Linked DNA regions of Gossypium arboreum: region 2 is linked to region 1. Evidence: chromatin contacts called from public Hi-C data. All regions are on one chromosome and are shown on one strand. Each heading gives the region's core, a stretch centred on a gene start, on an enhancer-like site or on the middle of the called end of the contact. The rest is flanking DNA. Distances are from core to core; before and after follow the strand shown. Region 1 holds the start of LOC108483970 (AT-rich interactive domain-containing protein 4-like). Region 2 overlaps LOC108486203 (1-phosphatidylinositol-3-phosphate 5-kinase FAB1A-like).

The links. A called contact is a pair of places that touch in the nucleus more often than the background predicts.
Region 2: a contact with region 1 is called in a Hi-C map of leaf, with 3 times the contacts expected there. The contact joins the enhancer-like site here to the promoter of LOC108483970 in region 1. A contact is called at or near these places in 2 of 5 Hi-C or Micro-C datasets (both in leaf).

What each region holds. Positions count from the first base shown.
Region 1 is chr6:116,496,320-116,499,050 of ASM2569848v2, reverse strand. It overlaps LOC108483970 (AT-rich interactive domain-containing protein 4-like), which reads left to right and starts at 1,354. Exons shown (of 15, transcript XM_017787544.2): 1 at 1,354-2,731. The coding sequence starts at 2,622.
Region 2 is chr6:116,593,602-116,596,432 of ASM2569848v2, reverse strand. LOC108486203 (1-phosphatidylinositol-3-phosphate 5-kinase FAB1A-like) reads right to left here. Exons shown (of 12, transcript XM_053029589.1): 10 at 2,530-2,831; 11 at 1,792-2,058; 12 at 875-1,420. The coding sequence ends at 1,094. Among protein-coding and RNA genes, the nearest start is that of LOC108485477, 5.3 kb to the left of the region's middle. Within about 2 kb of position 1,307, at least 1 of the 2 cell types and tissues checked has an H3K27ac peak or open chromatin away from gene starts, as enhancers often do. A contact at or near this core is called in leaf, where this site is marked.

The DNA.
Region 1 (2,731 bases), core at 105-2,604:
AAATATCGACTCAATTAAGAAATGACTAATATACCATTTTATTAAATGACTGCTATTATTATTTCAGTGTTATAAGTCAGCTCAATACCAACTTAATATTGATGACAACACTATTCATTTTATTTTTCCAATTTAATACTATATATATTATATGTGTTATTATTAATTAATTTTAAATTTTACCTTTTAATTATTTTTTATATGTTATATTCAAATTGACGCATATAGAAATACTAAAAGATAATTCATTAACATGTAATCTTTCCGTGATTAGTGAAATTCTGTTCATGGAAAAAAATTAATAAGAGAAAGGGTTAGTTTTGCTAAACATCTCCAAACTATCATTTAAATTTTAAATTAGTCCTTAGATTTTAAAATATTGTAATTGAAGCCTTAAAACATTAATAATCAATTTAGTCTGTAAATGATAGTTTGAAATTGACATAAACATATTTAAAACATATGAATTAAATCATATATGCGTAGATATATTGCGTTGATAGTTTGAACCTAAAGTGCTAAAAAAACAGACAACATTAATAAAATTTAGGAAGGTTGTTTTTTCTTTTATGCAATAGATTCAAATTATTCATGTAGTAGGTACACAAATCTTGTGAATCGTTGTGTTTAAATATCCTTCACATTAAATTTGATCCAGCATTTAATGCCCAAATTAATGACTTTATTAACAAAAAACTTAATTGATAAAATACTAATACTTCAAAAATATTTTAAAATTAAAAGGCAAATTAGAATTAACCTATAATTTAAAACTGTAGGATACAATTAATCCTAAGTAAAACATAATCCAAGAATTATGAAGGCAAGTAGTTTGTTGTAGAAATTAAGATTTTAATTATGAATTTCATCTCCAAAAAGTAATCTTTATATTTTAATTTGTCAAAGTTTTGTCCTTGTAATTTATATACCTCATGAAAACCAAGGAGTTAATCTTATTACCGTTAATTTTTGTTAATTTTTTACATATAAATTGTATTGTTGTTTGAATCGAGCTGAACCGATTGGTTGAGAGACCTATCTAAAAAGTAGTTTTGGATTGATTAGACTGAAAATCAGTAAAAATTGAATAAAAAATCGATTGAATCAGTTAAAAATCGATTAAACCAAAATTTTGAAATTTTTTAAAATTTTAATAATTTTTTAATTGGATCGGAAAGTTGGTGATAAATTATTGTATGGTTATGTTTTTGCTAATTTTTTACTTAACATTTGATGTTGAGATCAATAATTTAATAGTATTGCCATTTTAATTTTGAAGGATGAAATTGTAAAAAAAGATAAGTTATTAAGTTTTTATAGAATAAAAAAGATGAAATTGAGAAAAAAACCAAATGAAAGGAATAGCGAAAAAGAAAGTGGGGGAGTCAAATCCAGGGAACTGGGTCCCAGTTCGTACAAAGCGAGCAGTTCGAGTGCTCAACGAAGAACATATTTACCTGAAAAGAATTTTTGTTTTCGGGGCTTTTAAATTCTCAGTAAAAAAAATAAGTACAAAATTTCAAGATTTCATATCATTCATTCCCAACACAAATTTACCCATGATGATCACCGTCATGATCATGATCATGGAGATGATAGTGATGAACTTGGAGGCTTGGACAATGAGAACAGAACCAAACCAACCATTCTAAATCTTTGCCCAAATAAAAAAAGAAAGAAAAGAAAATAGAAATACCCTTCATTTCGGTAGTATTGGACTTTGAAGTATAGTATTCAAGAACACAAAAAAGCAGATACAGAAACTTTTCACCTCCTCAAAGTTTGCGAATGAGTACAATGCATTAGTTATGATATCTTTTGAAGCACGGTAACTTGAAAGAAACAAATTATTAAAAAGTCAATTAAGAAATGGGCATTTCTTTTTCCTTTTTTGTGGATTTCCTGATCAAACGGTTCATCAAATTGACTCTTTTTGACTTGGGAAACTGTAGTTATTAAAAATACAAACTGACAACAAAGAGAAAAAAAGGGAGGCTCTGGCTGGGCTTTTTTGATTTTTAATTAATTAACTTTGATTTTAATCGAATTTTGATTTTGATTTTGATTTTGGGTTTTTTGTTTTTGATTTTAATTTTTTTTTTGTCAAAGGCGGTGCTAGTGGGGGATTGTTAGTGAAAGAAGGAATAAAGATGTGTCATTTCGGGTTTTTATTTATTTATTTGAGATTTCTTTATTATTTGGAAGTCTGACTCTTCTTAAAACTTAGGGTTCTTTTTTTACTTTCCGATTTTTGTTTTGGAAGGATTTGCTTCCTGAGAAATTTTCTCGGTATCTTCGTCTGGTTTGGTAATTTTGTTCATTCGGGTTCTCGATTCCTTGTTTATTTCATCTGGATCGGTGGGATTTCTTCAGATTTTGAACTCTCCACCTTTGGTTTTTAGGGATTTTCAAGTGTCTCAAATACAAAGTGAAGTTCCTTTTTGCTCTGTGATAGAATTTTGGAAAATCAGAGGTTTCGAGTAATAAGATTTGCAGTTGTCTTTTTAGGGTTTTGATTTGATTTCACAGTAATGTTTTAGGTTTTTGGGACTTCTTAAAGGGGCCATTGGTGCCTTGCACTTAGTGGCAAGTTTGGGTCTTGCTGAGTCTGGCATGTTTGAATGATGTTTAGTGCTCAAAGGTCTTCAAGGAACCATTGCAGTCTCCTTGCTATTCTTTGTGGTGGTGAAGTTTCTGATAATAAACAGAAGCAGCCAGTTTCTAATGATAA
Region 2 (2,831 bases), core at 58-2,557, 97 kb before region 1:
TTAAAATGGTTACTAAAAAGTTTATATAAAAATGTAAAAAGACAAAAACACTCATAATAATTGTTACTTTGTAAAAAAAAATAAATAATTTTTTTATTTCTTAACTAAATTTATCATGAGTGACACTAATTTAGGACAAAATTCTTATTGTTTTTGGAAATTGTTATGAAAAAGTATCGTAAAAAATACATTTGAGAAGTAAAATATGCATTTAAATGATGTTTAAATTAGTTAATATTATGATAATTTAGTAAGAATATAAAATGTAAGTTATTATAACTTGTATGAAAAATAAATTGTAAATATTTATAAGCAATTAATGATAATTATTTGTAAATTATAATTTAAATATATAACATATATTCTAAATATTATTAAAATATAACCATTATAAATGTTATACATTTGAAATAAATTTTAATAAAAATATTATATACCTAATCTAAATATTACATAAAATATAATAAGGATTAAAATATTAAGTTCAAAAGCAAGCAATGAGAAAGAAAGCCTAATGATAAAGGCTAATCTAGTACGTGTAGATTTTTAAATTCAAATGACCATCAAATGAGTTTTTTTTTATAATTATTTTAAAAATTTTTAAAAGGTTTTGTTAACATCTCAATTTTATTATTATTCTAGTTACCATTTCTTTTCTTCCTTTTTTTAGAATTTTAGTCATCATTTCTTAAATTTTTATAAACTTTTATAATATATTCATTTAATCTTAATATAAAAAATATATGTAATACTTCAGAATAAGCTGCATCGTATACTATAATTTTAAACAAAATGGAGTTGAAAAGGAGGATAAAAAGGTAGATAGAAAGAATGCATTCATAAAAAAGTATGCAGGAAAAAAACTCACTACAAGTTTCTGCTTACAACGAAATAATTAACAGATAATAATACAACTGTGGCAGCAATTACAAATTACAATTGGAAGGAATACAAAATTTAAAAAAGAAAAGATGAATGGGCATTGAACCTACATATTGCAAGAGCTTTGTTGTCTAATATATATTTGAATACAACTATATGAAAAGAACTAAAAAATGAATATACCCATGTCCGAAAGGATTTACATTTTCATTCAACACGCACAAGTACCGCCTTGTGTATTTTCTTCACAAACATCTGTCTGTGATCCACTAGGAACAACTGTTGGAGATGGCCACTGGTCGGGCACCATAAGAAAATAAGCTGTCATAGCTTTTCTGAATCGTTTCTTGTACTGTTGGGGCGATATCACAGTAGGAGATTCGTTTTTAGGCCCGCCAAGTATGCCTGTGGTTTTCACCCAAGTTTCAAGGTGCTTGTCCCATGTGTATTGTCTCATGAAATCGATTATTCCAAGAACCAGCTCATGTTTTTCCTCATCCACACCAACCAGTAATGAGTAATCCATTACATCGATTAACTGTGCCAAAAGTGCATATGTAATTATTAGAAAAATATAAGCATTCAGCTCTGACTAATTTATCAGAAAACATTACTCTGACCATTGGATCAGTTCAATTAGCTCATATGCATGCCATAGCAGAAAAATCAGAGCAAACATCAGCACTCAATTGTATAGTAAAATATAATGCTAGTAAGAAGAACCGAATCCTATATTACCTGCTATTGTTTCTCTCAGGTCAGCATGATAACTACCAAAATTTATGCCGCACCACTATAACTTATTTCATTCACAGCGGATTATGAAAATAAAAAGGAAAGTCTTTAAATCTTCAAAATAGTGAGTGTAGCACAGTAAGATCAAAATGAGTAAGATAGATTGAAACTTACAGCAAGAAAGGAAGTGTCATTCCAGACAGCTCTTTCCAACAAACGTTTTGCCTTGCTTCCAACAAAAATTGGAGACGTTGGCATTGCTTCGATCAAATTCTGGTCCAAAAGGACTTTGTTGCTACCACTTGTATCAGGGTTATACCTAGATCAAGAGGATCCTTTAAGGTCATAAAGCCTTGCAATATTACGCCTGAAGAGAAGATTTTCCATCACCAAAACGTCCATTTTTGACTCCTTCCCCCCTTTAAGGTGCTTCGATGAAACCTTCAAGACAATGACACCAGAAAAAAAGTTAAACCAAAAATCATAGTAAATTTATCTCAAAAAAGAAAAACCTAATATTTATATTTAGAACTTGTATTCAGTAAAAGTACAGGAACATCAAAAATCTTCCCAGAGAAATGCAGTTAAGCAGTTCAATTCTCAGGCTTTATAACATCAGAATATCAAGTGTTAACACACCATGTTTGGACACAAATCTAAACCAAAGTTGAAGTTCATGTTTAAATCAGTAAGGAGATGCACACAAACAAATATCCCTAAGAGTCTTTTGAAAAAAAGAATTGGAAAGCATAGTTACAGGAAAAGCAATAGATAACAAATGCATTGGGCTACTAAAACAATTTCTTTTCCTGGAATTATTAACCAAAACTTCAGTCATGAACTCCAAATACTCTTCATACAGGTTAGCAATCTAAGCTAAATAACTACATAGGTAATATTAATAAATAATACCTGATATATACCCAAAATCTTTGCCAGGCAAGTTGGGCTTCTTGTACTGATTGAATCAGATAAATACTCGAAATAAGCTGGTCCAAACTTGATGAACGATTCTAGTTCCGTCTTTGTAACTTGTTTGATTATAAACCGATCATCTAAAGTTTTTGCAAAGAAGACATTGCTCTTCCCACCTTGAGCACCCCACTTCTTACAACGACTGAGAGAGTGTACAAAATCCAGCTCTGAAGGGCAGCAAGTCCTCCTCAAGCTCTCAAAACGCTTTGCATAATAACAAGTTACAGAATACTTCACCT